2 separate regions of the Macaca mulatta genome follow, and region 1 is linked to region 2. A link is a contact called in public Hi-C data. All regions are on one chromosome and are shown on one strand. Each heading gives the region's core, a stretch centred on a gene start, on an enhancer-like site or on the middle of the called end of the contact. The rest is flanking DNA. Distances are from core to core; before and after follow the strand shown.

The links. Hi-C and Micro-C count contacts between places; a contact is called where the count stands out from the background.
Region 1: a contact with region 2 is called in a Hi-C map of CD4 T cells, with 3 times the contacts expected there. The contact joins the promoter of LOC144338498 here to the enhancer-like site in region 2. A contact is called at or near these places in 6 of 14 Hi-C or Micro-C datasets (CD4 T cells, blood, cortical neurons and 3 more).

Annotation. Positions count from the first base shown.
Region 1 is chrX:40,023,608-40,029,379 of T2T-MMU8v2.0, reverse strand. It overlaps LOC144338498, which reads left to right and starts at 1,494. Exons shown (of 2, transcript XM_077988367.1): 1 at 1,494-1,581; 2 at 1,739-2,300. The coding sequence starts at 1,543. The coding sequence ends at 2,266. All of the region lies in intron 1 of BCOR (BCL6 corepressor), which reads left to right.
Region 2 is chrX:39,973,465-39,979,916 of T2T-MMU8v2.0, reverse strand. The region is part of intron 1 of BCOR (BCL6 corepressor); the gene reads left to right. Among named protein-coding and RNA genes, the nearest start is that of BCOR, 73 kb to the left of the region's middle. Within about 2 kb of position 2,621, at least 14 of the 40 cell types and tissues checked have an H3K27ac peak or open chromatin away from gene starts, as enhancers often do. A contact at or near this core is called in CD4 T cells, where this site is marked.

The sequences.
Region 1 (5,772 bases), core at 245-2,744, 51 kb before region 2:
ATAGTCTTTCTGCATGACATTTGCACCAGCTTGTTATTCTTATGGAAAACACTTCCTCCACCTACCCTGGGCAGCAGCCACACCAGCCTTTACTTCCTTGTGCAGGCCCTCTTTTAATTACCTCTCTCTTGCTCCAGTTTAGGCAGCCCCCGGCACTTTGTTCAAGTATAGCAATAAACCCAAGACTGGGCCTAATCCTCTGTGGTCCTGACCTTCCCCACAGCGGGCCTGGAGTCTGGAGGGCCTTCCTGCTCCCCTGATTAGGGCCAAGAACGCAGCTTGATGTGTTTTGTGTTTTCTCCCCTCTGCACACTTGGTACTTTTCAGAGTGCTTCACTAAAAAATCAGATGCAAGAAAAACTTCAAAGCAGCCCTTTGGAGCCAGGCCTCCGTGAGCTGGGGTCACCCGACCACCAAGCCAACCATTCGACTTCTAAACTGTAGCCAGGGCCAACGGGTTACCGCTGACCTTTTGCACACCGAATTCCTCTCCTAGCGCTAGCTCGGGTGGCCAGGGAGCCTCAGCTGCACCCACCTCCTGCCCGGTCCAGTCCCGATGCCCCTCCCGGGAGGCGCGGTAACCTTAAACGGCAGGACAGGCGGCTGGCCGAGCTGGTTCGGTGACGACTCCTTGGAGACAGCGGCTTCGAGGAGCAGGCCCCGTCTGCAGCGCAGCTGAACGAGTTAAGCTGCCCCAGGCGTGAGCGGACCAGGGTGGGGCCTGGACAGGAGAGAACCGGCAGGGGGGCCCGGGCCGTGTCAGCCCAAGGATTTCCAATTTGCAGGGGGAAAGGTGAACCTGACTCTCCCTTCCCGAAGGGCTTCGTGGGGGGCCCAGAAGACCTCTGTCAGGGGTTGGGGAGGCGCCTCGAAGCGGGGCCCAAAGTGAGGCTGCAGAAGGGGGGGTTGTGGGGGGAGGCGGTGCGCCCTCAAGGCCACCTGGTCAGTAAAGGCGCTTCTGCGCCGTACGAGCAAGCAAACAGCTGTAGCATCCGCCCCTCGGGCTCCAGCGGCCCACGGTGCAGGCAGGCAGGCAGGGGAAGAGTGGCTCTGCGCGCAGCCCCGGGTGCCCTAAGGCCCATCCGCTGCTGTGCTGCCCCAGCCCTTCGCCCCCTCCCCAAAAAAAACCCGGCCGCGCGGGCCAGAACCTAGGCTGCACGGGCTCCTGACCCCGGCTCGCCAGGCTCAGCCCAATCCGACCCCGCCTCGGCTTCACAAAGGCCACGTGCGGCCAGGGCGGACAAGGAACGGCCACGACTCTCAGATCTTTAATTACGCTAGGAGTCCCTACCCTTCCCCCCAACCCATCGCCGGCTTCCAGCCCTTTAATCAATTTCACGATATTAAATATTAATTTCCTGCCAGCCACGGTTTCTCGGAGGAGGGGGAGGGGATGGGTAGGGCAGCTCCGAGACTGGGATGGCTTTGCAGGGTGTGACCACGATAGCAGGGCGCGGAGGACGCGCGGACTCCTAAGTGACCTGTGCCCGGGAACTCGGAGCCACTGGGTTTTCGCTCTGTAGCTGGGGAACTTGGAGAGTTATGAGCGCCTGGGTGCAGGCCTCCAGGAGGGGCAGCGAGGTGCGTGGAGAGTCCGGGTCTGCTGGGCGACCGCCTCCTGCTCCGCGCCCCCCCACCCCAGCCGCGAGTCAGCCTCACGCGGGCCCGCGGCGCGCTGCGATGATGGATCGCGCCTGGCGGGGGTGATTTGGTGTTGATCGCACATTATCACTGGCAGGTTGGACTGGTTGCTGATGGACGACTTCTAGCGGCGGAGGCAGCGGCGTCTTCAGACGCCGCGCTGGGAGTCGCTTGCTCGGCGAGGGTATTCCCCCCCGACACACCCCCTCCCTACTTCCAGGCGCCAGGAGGGCCTGGGAGTCCGAGTGTGGTCTCCTCGCGCCCAAGGCCGCCCGCTCCCGTCTGGGTCCGGGTGTGGGCTGTTGGCCGGGTGAGGAGAGGAGCCAGGACGCCTCTCCCACTTCCTCCCACTCCTCCTTCCCTTGCCGCCTGCTCCCCACCCCCTGCCTGCTTCCCCACCGCAACCTGGAGGCCCTGGGTCACTCCGCGGGTGATATCCACGCCGCCTGACCCTGGCCGCGGGGGTGCGGACTCTTCCGCCCCGCAGCCCCCGACCCTCTCCCCCGGTCGCAGCAGCCGCGGCACTGCGGTGCGCCCCTTCTCGCCTCTTTTTCTAAAGTGCCTGCAGATACAAAAGCGGTTTCGTAATGCCTTCCGTCTGCGAGAGCCGGAGGACCTTGGCTGACCTTTCGGAAACTGATTGCAACTGCCTGTTAACAGCCCGTACTGACCGCACTGAGCGGAGCGGAGGACAATCATTTAAATGACAGACGGCGAGGTGGCCCCGGCTCAGTCGAGCGGCCTGGTTAAGCCCGCCCCGCCCCTCCTCCGGCCCACCCCCCCGCAGCAACTCCCCCAGCCCCGGGCGCACTGCGGGCCGCGGCGGGGCTCGGGCAGGCGGGGAGGACGCGCGCGCGCGTGCGTGCGTGTGTGTGTGTGTGTGTGCGCGCGTGTCCACGATTACCGGCCGACGGGTTAACCCTTTCCCGAGCAGCCGGTCCCTTTGAGGCCGGGCGCTGCCGGCTTAATCTGCCATCTGCAGAAGAGGAATAAAAGGGCCGTCTCCGCCGACTTTCCCTAATGGGTAAACTGTACCCTCTTAGCGTGACCCAGGCTGCGTCCCTGCTGCTGCCAGGGAAAGATCCGGACCCTTGGCTCTTCTGCCGCGGCCCTGGGTCCCCTCCCTGCACTCCCCTTCCTCTGCACAGACAGACACAAGGAACAGCACGAGGGGTCCAAAGGCTCCCAGAGACTCGCGATGCAGTGGACGTGGGTGTTCCCGGTGTTTCCTATTTTGGAAACTGGAGAAAGGTGGGGTGGGGGGGGAACGTAGCGAAAAGCCGGAGTGGGGGAGGGGAGGCTGGTGACAGGGCACCTCGGGCTTCGCTCGCTCCCTCTCTCGGGAGAGATCGCCAGCTGCTCTCCAACAGGCAGCGCCCTGAAATCTATTTAAAGAGAGGGAAAGGGGAGGAGAACAAAGGGGGAGGAGGGGGACGGCGAGAGGAGCCTGGGCGAGAGCGAGCGAGCAGGGAGGATCCGCCGCTCCGCGGGCACATCAAGCGCTCACATCTGTACACTCCGCGATCGATGGGGAGAATGGATAATATTTGTCAGCTGCAGACCTTTCTCTTCCCTGGTTCCTGGGGAGGGGAGGAGGGGGAGGGGCGGGCAGGCCAGGCGAGAGAGGCCGCCTCAAGGACAGCGCGCTTCCCGCTGCAGCCACACGGAAACCCAGAGCCATGAAAGCCGGGGGATTTTTCTCTTATTATCATTATTAATTATTTTTTATTATTCCACAGCAGCCAGCGAACGCTCGGTGGCGCCCCTCCCCCGCTCGCCCGCCGCCTCCCTTTGTTGATTCTCAGATGCGAGCGCGGCGGGCCCGAGCCGCCGCCGCCGCCGCCGCAGAGCACGATCTGCTCTTGCGCCCTCGGTCGCAGCTGCGGCCCAGGAAGCCGGGGCTGCGTCCCCGCCCCCTGCCCCCCACGGCGCGGCAGCCCTCGCACCCCCTCCTCGCCTCCCGCCACGAGGCCAGCCCTGCCTCTCCACTGCCTCTCGCTGCAGCTCCGAGTCCCCAACGCAGAGCAGAGGCTCTGGCTGCAGCGGCCCCGAGCCTCCGGCCGCGCGGGGGCCTTTGCCACCCCCAACCCCCGCAGCTGCACTCTGATGCCGCCGTCCTCACACATGGTCTTCATTTTGCACACTAGCGGCGTGCTTCCTCTTAGCTCCTCTCCTCGGGGCTTTTCGGAGCGAGGAGGGAGGTTTAGAGGAAGTTAGAAACCTAGCGAGCCCAGGGGAAGGGGGAAAACCCTCGCTCTCAGTCTCAGCTTCCGAGGCAGAGGGAGCGCCCCGCGGGGGGTGGAGTAGAGTTTGGGTGCCCTCCCCTTCCTTGGATGCGGGAAGGGCTAATTTAGGGGTGGCGGTCGGAGGAGCGACAGATTTGCTTTTGCTCATCCACTTGCCTGCTCAGACTGGCCTGGGTAGCCTTGACCTGGCACCCTCGGAACGGCAGAACCCGGATGGGAGCAGATCCGCCAAGCGGTCATCAAACAAGACCAAAGACATCTCGGCTGTCCCCCACCCTCGGGCCTCGAGCGAGGGTGGGGGTGCCCCCTGGGCCTTGGCTTCCCCGCGCACCCCCAGGTTGGAAGGCCAAAGCCGACGCCTCACAGACCCGGGGTCCGGGCACCCGTCTAGGGCGGAGATGTGTAGAAAGCTCTAGACCGAGTTTATTTGCGGCCTGGCTACCCCCTCCCCCCGCCGCTGTCCTGCGATTCTGAGCCAGCCTGCGGCGGCGTCCCCGACTGCTCCGCGGTCCTGGGCAGGGCAGGAAGCTGGCACGGCCGCCGGCTGGGCAGGCGCCACTTGGCCGGGCAGGCTGCTCGCTGGAACTCGCGCGGCACCTTCGCGCCGAGTCGGGTTCCTGGGTCTCCAGCCCGGTCACCCTGAGCGGTTTTACCCTCCACTTTGACCATCGGCCTCCCACAGAAGTCTGTCTTCTCCCGCCCTCTCGGCTTTTCCCTTCCTCATTCTGTCTCGGGAGCTCCCTAACGCAGTCAACTGCCCTTCCCGAGATTCAAAAAGAAGTTTTGTGTTTCCCCGGGGGTAGCCGCCTAATGCTTCTCTTGTTTTCCGGAACAAAGCAGACATTCAGTGAGGAGGGGGCAGGCGCTGACTCCCTCCCCGCCCCGCAGCACCCCGCACTCCTGCAGGTTCGGAACGCTGGGTCCCCGGCCCGGGCCCGGGGGGTAGGGTCGGGACCCCCTTCCCCTAGGCTTGGCCACAAAAGCCTCGCCCGGTAGCCCGAGAGAAAGCGGCGTGGTGTTTGGGTGAGGTTCCCAGGCCGGGCGGGGAGGGCGTGCACGCGGCTGTTTACAGTGTGCCTGTGCTGCTGGAAGCTCACCCGCCGCCGCTTGACAGCGTGGGGCACCCTCTGGCTGCCAGCTCAGAGGAGATGCGCAGCGGCGAGCCCTCCGGCACTCCACCCGATGCTTCCGCAGCGCCAGGGCCAGCGCTGGGAAGCTCCAGGTCTCCAACCTCGAGTTCCTTCGGCCCACATACCCCTCCCCATAACAATGGCCTGGATCGGGTAGTATATCAAAGGGACGGGGTGGGAAGAGGTGAAGAGCGCACAAGGGACTCTCGAGGCTGTCGAAGCGCCTGGGTTCTGAGCATACCCCCGCCCCCGCCTGTCCCCTTGCAGGACTAAATTCCCCCGCCCGAGTGAGCGAAAGACAGATACTCTCGTGACTTGGAGGTATTTCTCCCTCCGGATAACCCCCTGCAACCCCATTAGCCCCTACCCACCCTGCCCAGTGGATTTCTCTCCACTCCACCCCGTGGGGACCGCTGCACTAGCTTTGCCCATGAGTGCCAGGCCTTCTCGTCGTCGCAGCGCTGCCTTAGATCCCGCTCCACCTCTTCCCCTCTCCTGGGCCTGTGGCCGGCCCCTGGCGCCTCCAGCGCGGCCTGAAACTTGATCCCATGTCGAAAGGACAGTGTGTAAACACCAGGCGCGCTCCGAGAGCCCGCGGGAGGGGCCGAGCGAGGGCCGCCGGGGCAGCTCCGAGGCCCCGCGCCCCCGCCTGCCTGCTCGCCCGGGGCACGATCGGCGGGGCCGCCGTCTCGCTCTCTGCCTCCCCAGTTGGCTCAGCTAATTGGAGCCGCCGCCGCCGCCACCGCTGCGGCCTC
Region 2 (6,452 bases), core at 1,372-3,871:
TGAGGCCCGAGGCGGCTAGTTAATGTTCAAGCCCTCCCAGGGGCAGCGCCGTAACTCGACCTGCCTGGCCAGGCTAGGTGCGGGCTGGAAAGGCCCGGCGGGCGGAGGGGCCCAGGAGGCCGTGGCGGGACCAGCCTTCACGCACCCGGTTCGTTGGCGCGTGGATGGCTCCTGACCCGGAGGGGGGGGCTTTGCGCTCGCCCAGCGGACTCGGCTCTGGCCGCCGCTCCCTCCCCTGGCCCAGGCCTCGCCTGGGAGTTAATGATTGATTTACTGGCTCCGCGCGGCCGGCGCCCTCCCAGCTATTTGTCCAAGCTGAGGAGTTGCTGGCGAGCAGCGCAGAGGCCAAGAGAGCGGGGGTCGCCGGGGAAGGGAAGCCACGCTGCTGACGGGAAGGAGAGGCCACTAGCTTAGCTCCCACTTGGCGGCTCTAGCTGTGTCGGGGCGAACCCTCAGGAAGCCGGGCCCGGGCGAAGGGAGCATTGGGAAGCTCCACATGTAAATGGGTTGGCAGCTGGCGATTAGGCCGCCCGATTTTATGAGTCATAAAGGGCCGCCCGCCTGGCCCTCAACCTGCTCGCTGTGGATCCGGCGCGCTTGAGGCCCAAGTGGTGGACCATTCCGGCCGCGCAGAGGGTCATGCTTCGGGGGGCCCAGGCCGCCGAAGGAGTTGCGAAGGACTTTCTCTCCTTTCTTGTAGAAGGCAACACCAACACCCTAAATCAAACCGCTCCAACAACCGAACGCTCCACACAGACACATCAATAAGGATTTCGCCTCCCGCGTACGAACGCACAGAAACACTTGTCCTATTTTTATGCAAATGACACCACACAAATAGATCTCGCAAGCCCGGGAGAGGGGCGGGAGGAGGAGGGGAGCCGCCGCCCCAGCCAGGGGGCTGTGAGAGGGGAGGGACGCCAAACCCGCACCCCAGGGCCCGCGCCGGCTCCGGCGCAGCGGGGCTGACACTGGCCAGGCGGCCCGCCCCGCAGGCAGTGGCTCCCTGCCAGCGCCGCCAAATCGGCCGCGTCCCCAGGCTGCCTGCAGAGGCGGATTAGGGAAGGAGCGAAGCGAGCCTGTGACTAATCGCGGGGCCTCGGACCGGAGCACCAAGGCCATGTGCGACTGACAGGACCGACACTAGCAGAGGACACGGCGACGCCTCGCTTAATTGCAGGCTTAAAAAAATGCCGCCTGAGCAGCTCTGGCGCGGAGAGCCACGGCTTGCGCGTCGAGCTAGGGAGCGCGCGCGGGGGGGGAGCGGGGGTTTCTGCTCTCTCGCCCCGAGGATGGAACGTTTGGCGTCTCCTGGACCGAGGGACCTGGCCCTCGCGTCCCCCACTCTGCTGGGTCGCCCCGCCCCGCGTGCCGAGCAAGTGTGGCTGAGCCCGCCAGGAGACTACGATCCAGCCTCCAGGGCTGTTTCTGACCCGACCCTTTCCCCGTAAAGCCGACGTTTCCCCGCTTTCGCCCTAGATCCTATACAGGAGGGGGCTGCGCAGTTGGGGGTGACAGATTCCAACAAATCCTTAAAATAAAAACCGCACGCACGAAAGAAACACTTTCTCTTCCCTCCCCTTCCTTCTTCACCGACTGATACAAAGCCCCGAATGACCAAAGGGAAAAAGAGAGGTAAGTCGGGGCTGCAGGGAGAGAGGTCATCGAGTGCCAAAACCTCCGGGCTCACAGACACGAACCCTGGGCTCTTCACCCCTGGTCACAGTCTCTGTGGCCCAGACCTTCCTGGAGCACTGGGGCCTCTCGGGGGCGTAGGGAGAAGCGTTGGGAGGCCGGCGGCTCTGTTGGGGAGGGGGAGTGGGAGGGAGCGGAGAACCCAGCGAGAGAAGTTTCCACCACGCTCCGGTCGGCTGCTGCCAAAATCCCCGGACCCCTCCCCGCCTGCACCGCCTTCCGTTGCCACCACAAGTTTGGTTTAACGAGAGCTCGGGACAAAAGCAAACGTTTTCTATAGATCCCGAAAACAAAGGGGAAAGAGACGCCCGGGGCCGCGGAGAAGCGGCTGCTAGCGTAATGGTGCCAGGCCGAAAGCAGAGCATTAGAACTGCAAAAGCCGCGCGGGCGGGAGGAAGTGCGAGGCGGGAGGCGGGAGCGCGGGGAGGGCGGGAGGCGGGAGCGCGGGGAGCGCGGGGAGCGCGGGGAGGGCGGGAGGCGGGAGCGCGGGCGGGGGAGGGGCGCTGCGCCATGTTTCCGTGTCACCCGCCGAGTCGCCGGCTCTGGGCTCGGCCGCCGGCTCCCGCCTGCCTCCGTAACAGCAGAAAGCGTGCGATTAGCAGCCAGACAGGCGGAGACTCCAGGCCCGCGGGGCCGCCGCACACGCCGCCCGCGGCCCGGGCCCGCGCCCCCCCCGCCCGCCGGGTAATCATCCTCCTCGCTGCAGCGCTGTGTGCACTCTCATTAGAGCAGGGAGGCTTTTCTCTGTGCACTCGCTCGGCTCCCGCTGGCAAAACAACGCCTTCCCCGGCCGGGCCCTGGGCCAGGAGAGTCGGGGAGGGTGGGACGGAGGTGGGGGGTCGGTGAGGCAGGGCAAGCCTTGCAGGTCAGCTCCGCCGCCCGATCTCCTCCGGACACGGAGGAGACCGGGAGCGTCCATTGGCCCTCCCCTAGGTGGAGTGGCAAAGTCCGAGCCCCGCAGCCGACCCTACGTCCCTACGTGGGTAGGGGCGGGAGTGCCGGTGCCGCCATGACCTACTCCCGTCCCCCGCCGGAGGCTAGAGTAGGGCTGAGGGGGAGATGAGTGTGTCTGGTTTGGAGAGCGGGGGCGGACACTGGGAAGGCTCTCAAAACAGGTTTTGCCCCATCTGTTTTACGAACGACCTCTTCAGGCCAGAAGCCGGATCCCAGGGGTGGCGGCCCTTCGACCTTCGAAAGGAGACCCGGGCCCGCAGCAGGCCCTCTGGCTTCGCGCTCTGTCGCCCGCAGTGGGTGGGAGATGGGGGTGGCCGAGGCTTGGCTGCTCCTGGCCCTGAGCTTCGCAGCCCTATTTTCGCATCCGCGATCTCCGCACACAACACTAGGCAGCCTCTCAGAGCACCACGCGCCCAGCTGCAGGGCCTGGGAGCAGGTGTTCCTGCCCGGCCGGAGTGGCGGCTCCGCGCCCCTCCCGTCCCAGCTGCGGAGCTGCGAGCGGTGCGGGAGGGCGTGCTTATGGTGGTAGCAGAGGGACAGGGACATCTCATCGGACCGCAGGAAGGGTCCTCCCAGCTTACACCGGGATACCGCAGGGCCCGGGCGGTCGCCTGGGACGAGGAGGGATCAAGGGTGACGCGCGGCCAGCCCTCGTCTGGAACTGCCCTGGGGCCAGCGGAGGCCGCTCGGGGCGGCGCGAGGGCTTCCGGTTCCCGTGACTGCGGCGGCGGCGGCGGGGCGGTTGCGAGGAGCACCCTCCCCTAGCTGCCGCCGCCGCGCGGCTCTCGGAGCAGCGCCCTAGGAGCCTCTCTGCGTCTGGCAGCGCTGCTCTCGGCTTGCGCTGGGATGGGGGCCGCGGGGTGGTCCCGGCCCAGCCCCCATGGGGAGGGGCGGGGAGGCGGGGGCCGGAGACCCTGCGGGAACGGCCGCGCGCCTCCCAGCCCCCATCCTCGCCGCCGCCGCTGATATGGCGGGCACGTGAAGCGCAGCTCGGCGCCCCGGCGCCAGCCAGGGAGCGGCCTGCCCTGCCGGCTCAGCTTACCCGCGGGCCCAGGAACGCGGAACCGAGCCTGGCCGGGCCCCGCGAGGCCCGCACCCCCGCCCCCAGCTCGCTGCGGCCCGGCACCCCCTCCCCGCCTGAGCCCGGCCTTGGGGCCGCGCCAGGCGGCTCGCCCGAGGGGAACTCGGGCTGACTAATGGGACGCGTGTGGGCCTTACGTGAGGCCGGGCTGTCAGCGGATGCCCGCTTGCTCGGAGCTTAGACCGCGGCCAAGCTTTTCGGGGAAGGGCGAGAGGAGGGGTTTCCCCGCTGGGCGGTTTCGGCTCCCCAGGGACAATCCGGCCGCGGCAGGCCCCAGCCTTTGGATCTCGCAGCCTGGCCTGGAGACGGTAGACTCAGCACGTGCCCGACGCCACAGTGCCGACCCGGTTGGGGACGGGGTGGGAGCCTCGGGGTTGTGAGCTGGAGGTGGGCAGAGGCTAAGTCAGCTTGGTCTGGGGCGCCCGCCTTGAGGTTTGCGTTCTGGGGCTAGCCATTGGGCCGGGGGGGAATTTGCAGGGCGCCCTGAGGTCGTGGAGTCCAATACCAAAACCTTCCTCAACAAAGTCTTCCGGAAACCCCTTCGTGAAATTCCTGTGCCGAAAGAAGGATTTCTAAAACTCCCCGAGGGTCCGGTTCGGCTGGGAGCTTTCGGGTTCTAGGGAGTGTGATTTCCTTTTTCTCTCTTTATAGGGGCCTATAAATATCAGAAGAGTTTCTTCTTATTTCGCATTAACAACCACTTCATGTTGACATAGTTATATGATCCTCCCAAGTATAACTACCTGTTTAGTTTCAAGACACTGAGTGCGATGGCGAAACACAAACATCGACCAGTAACTAAGAGAAGGAAAACCCGGCCGCGAGCTTGGGTTGGATACAGGATAAATCCTCATCACGCATCCCTGGTTTTATTCAGCCTAATTACACTAGTAATCCTGCCCCCCACAAGAAAGCCTGAAATCCTGCAGTCGAGGTGCGACTTGTCCTGGGGAGCCCCGCCAATGGGGAGTGGGTTGTCGGTGGAGGGGAGGTGGGTTTTATATGTCACTTCCAAATGAAAATGTTTTCTTTCTTTCTCTTTCTTCTTTCTTTTTTTCTTTTTCTTTTTTGATGCAGTTTTCGAAAAGAGCGTTTTTGCGAGATAAGAAATGACCGATCAAAATCGCTGAGGGGAGGTTGTAAGCAGCCGCTTTGCCCCAGCTTAGCGTTATCTTATCTTTCACACTTGCATGGAGGAAAAAAAAAAATTGGCTTATCTTTATCCCCACCCCCTTCTCGCCTTAATTGCTAAAAAACACTGGTGTGTTAAACCGGGAGGAAGGAGGTCTCTGGAGTGTCAGTGGAAAAGGAAGATTCAAAAATGTGGGCTCCCGGGGGAAGCAAAGGTGGCAGAATTTATTCTTTCCCCCAGGCCTTTCTACTACAACACAGAGGGTGTACTCCAGGGTGGAAGGCTGGATGGTTCTTTATTATTATTATTTTAAGAACAAAATCTGGGGTTGGCCTTGGGTCGTGTGGCTTCCCCAGGCCTCGCTTTCTGAACTTCTCCCCTCCATCTCTCAAAAGCTGCTCGTGGGTCTGGGTTGAGGCCTCTCACTCTGCCTTCATCCTCCCTCCACTAGACACATCCTCCTTTTGGAGGGGGGGGATGCAAGGCTGGGACGCATAGCCTGCTGGAAATCATTAAAATATATGCGAGTGTCTGCAAACACACACTTTTAAATCATGGCGTTTCCCTTCCACGCTGGTCTATTTAAACTCCAGAGCGAGCTGGATCTCCTCCCTCTCAGTCGTTTGTCTGTGTCACCGACAGGCCGCTAATGGCCGGGCTTCCAGGCGCTGTGCATTATGCATTAGCCTCCTCCCTCCGCCGCACACAGAAGGTTCTGTCAGGCCGCACCACACAAACCACCCGGAGCCCCCCCACCCCACCCCCCGCACTCAGGGCCTGGGGCTGCGCGGCTGCTAACGCGCTGGAAACGCAGGGATGGAGAGGAGGATGAGCACCGAGAGCAGAGTGGTTCGGAAAGTGGAATGGGAGCGGGTGAAATGTGCCGAAGATTACGCCGTTTGGAATCCCCAGCCCGTTGTCAGCCCCAAAACTTTGCTCCTGGCTGCGACCTTCTCGAGGCAACCATCCCACGCCGCTCACCTCTGTGACCGACTTTGTTGGGGGCGGGAGGGCAGAGGTATTTAGAGACAGATCAGCACCGTGTTCCCTTCCGCTGGTCGGTACCCACCTTTGTGCTGCAGGTGAGGGGCTGGCAGAGCCTTCTCTACCCCTTCAGTTCGGGAGTGGCACCGCGAAGGGGTTGGGGTGGTGCGTCTTCGCAGGGACCCGGTGGGAGTGGAGGAGGGAAGCTGGATACAAAATGGTAGGGGCCGGAGGCCGACACACTGGGTCCGAAGGCGAGTAGTTGGTGGTTCCCCGCCCCCGCTCCCGGCGGTTCCCACTCACTGCCCCCAGCCGGGTAAAATATCCGCAGGAGGCGCCTTGCTAAATAAGCAGCCGAGGCGGGACGTGGCGTCCGGGTTTATCTGCTGGAGCATCCGGCCCAGCGCGGCAGCGTCGAGGGCTCTTAAGCCCTTGCCGAGCGCAAGAGGCGGCCGGCCTCCCAGAAACCTCCCTTATTTATGCCCATTTGGTCGACACCCAACCACCCTGCGGGCCCCCGTAGTATAGATGCTAGTTCACCCACACGTGCCTGCGTTTGGGGAGCTCAGGGCCTGACTCAAATCGACCCCAGACTCGAAATTCCAA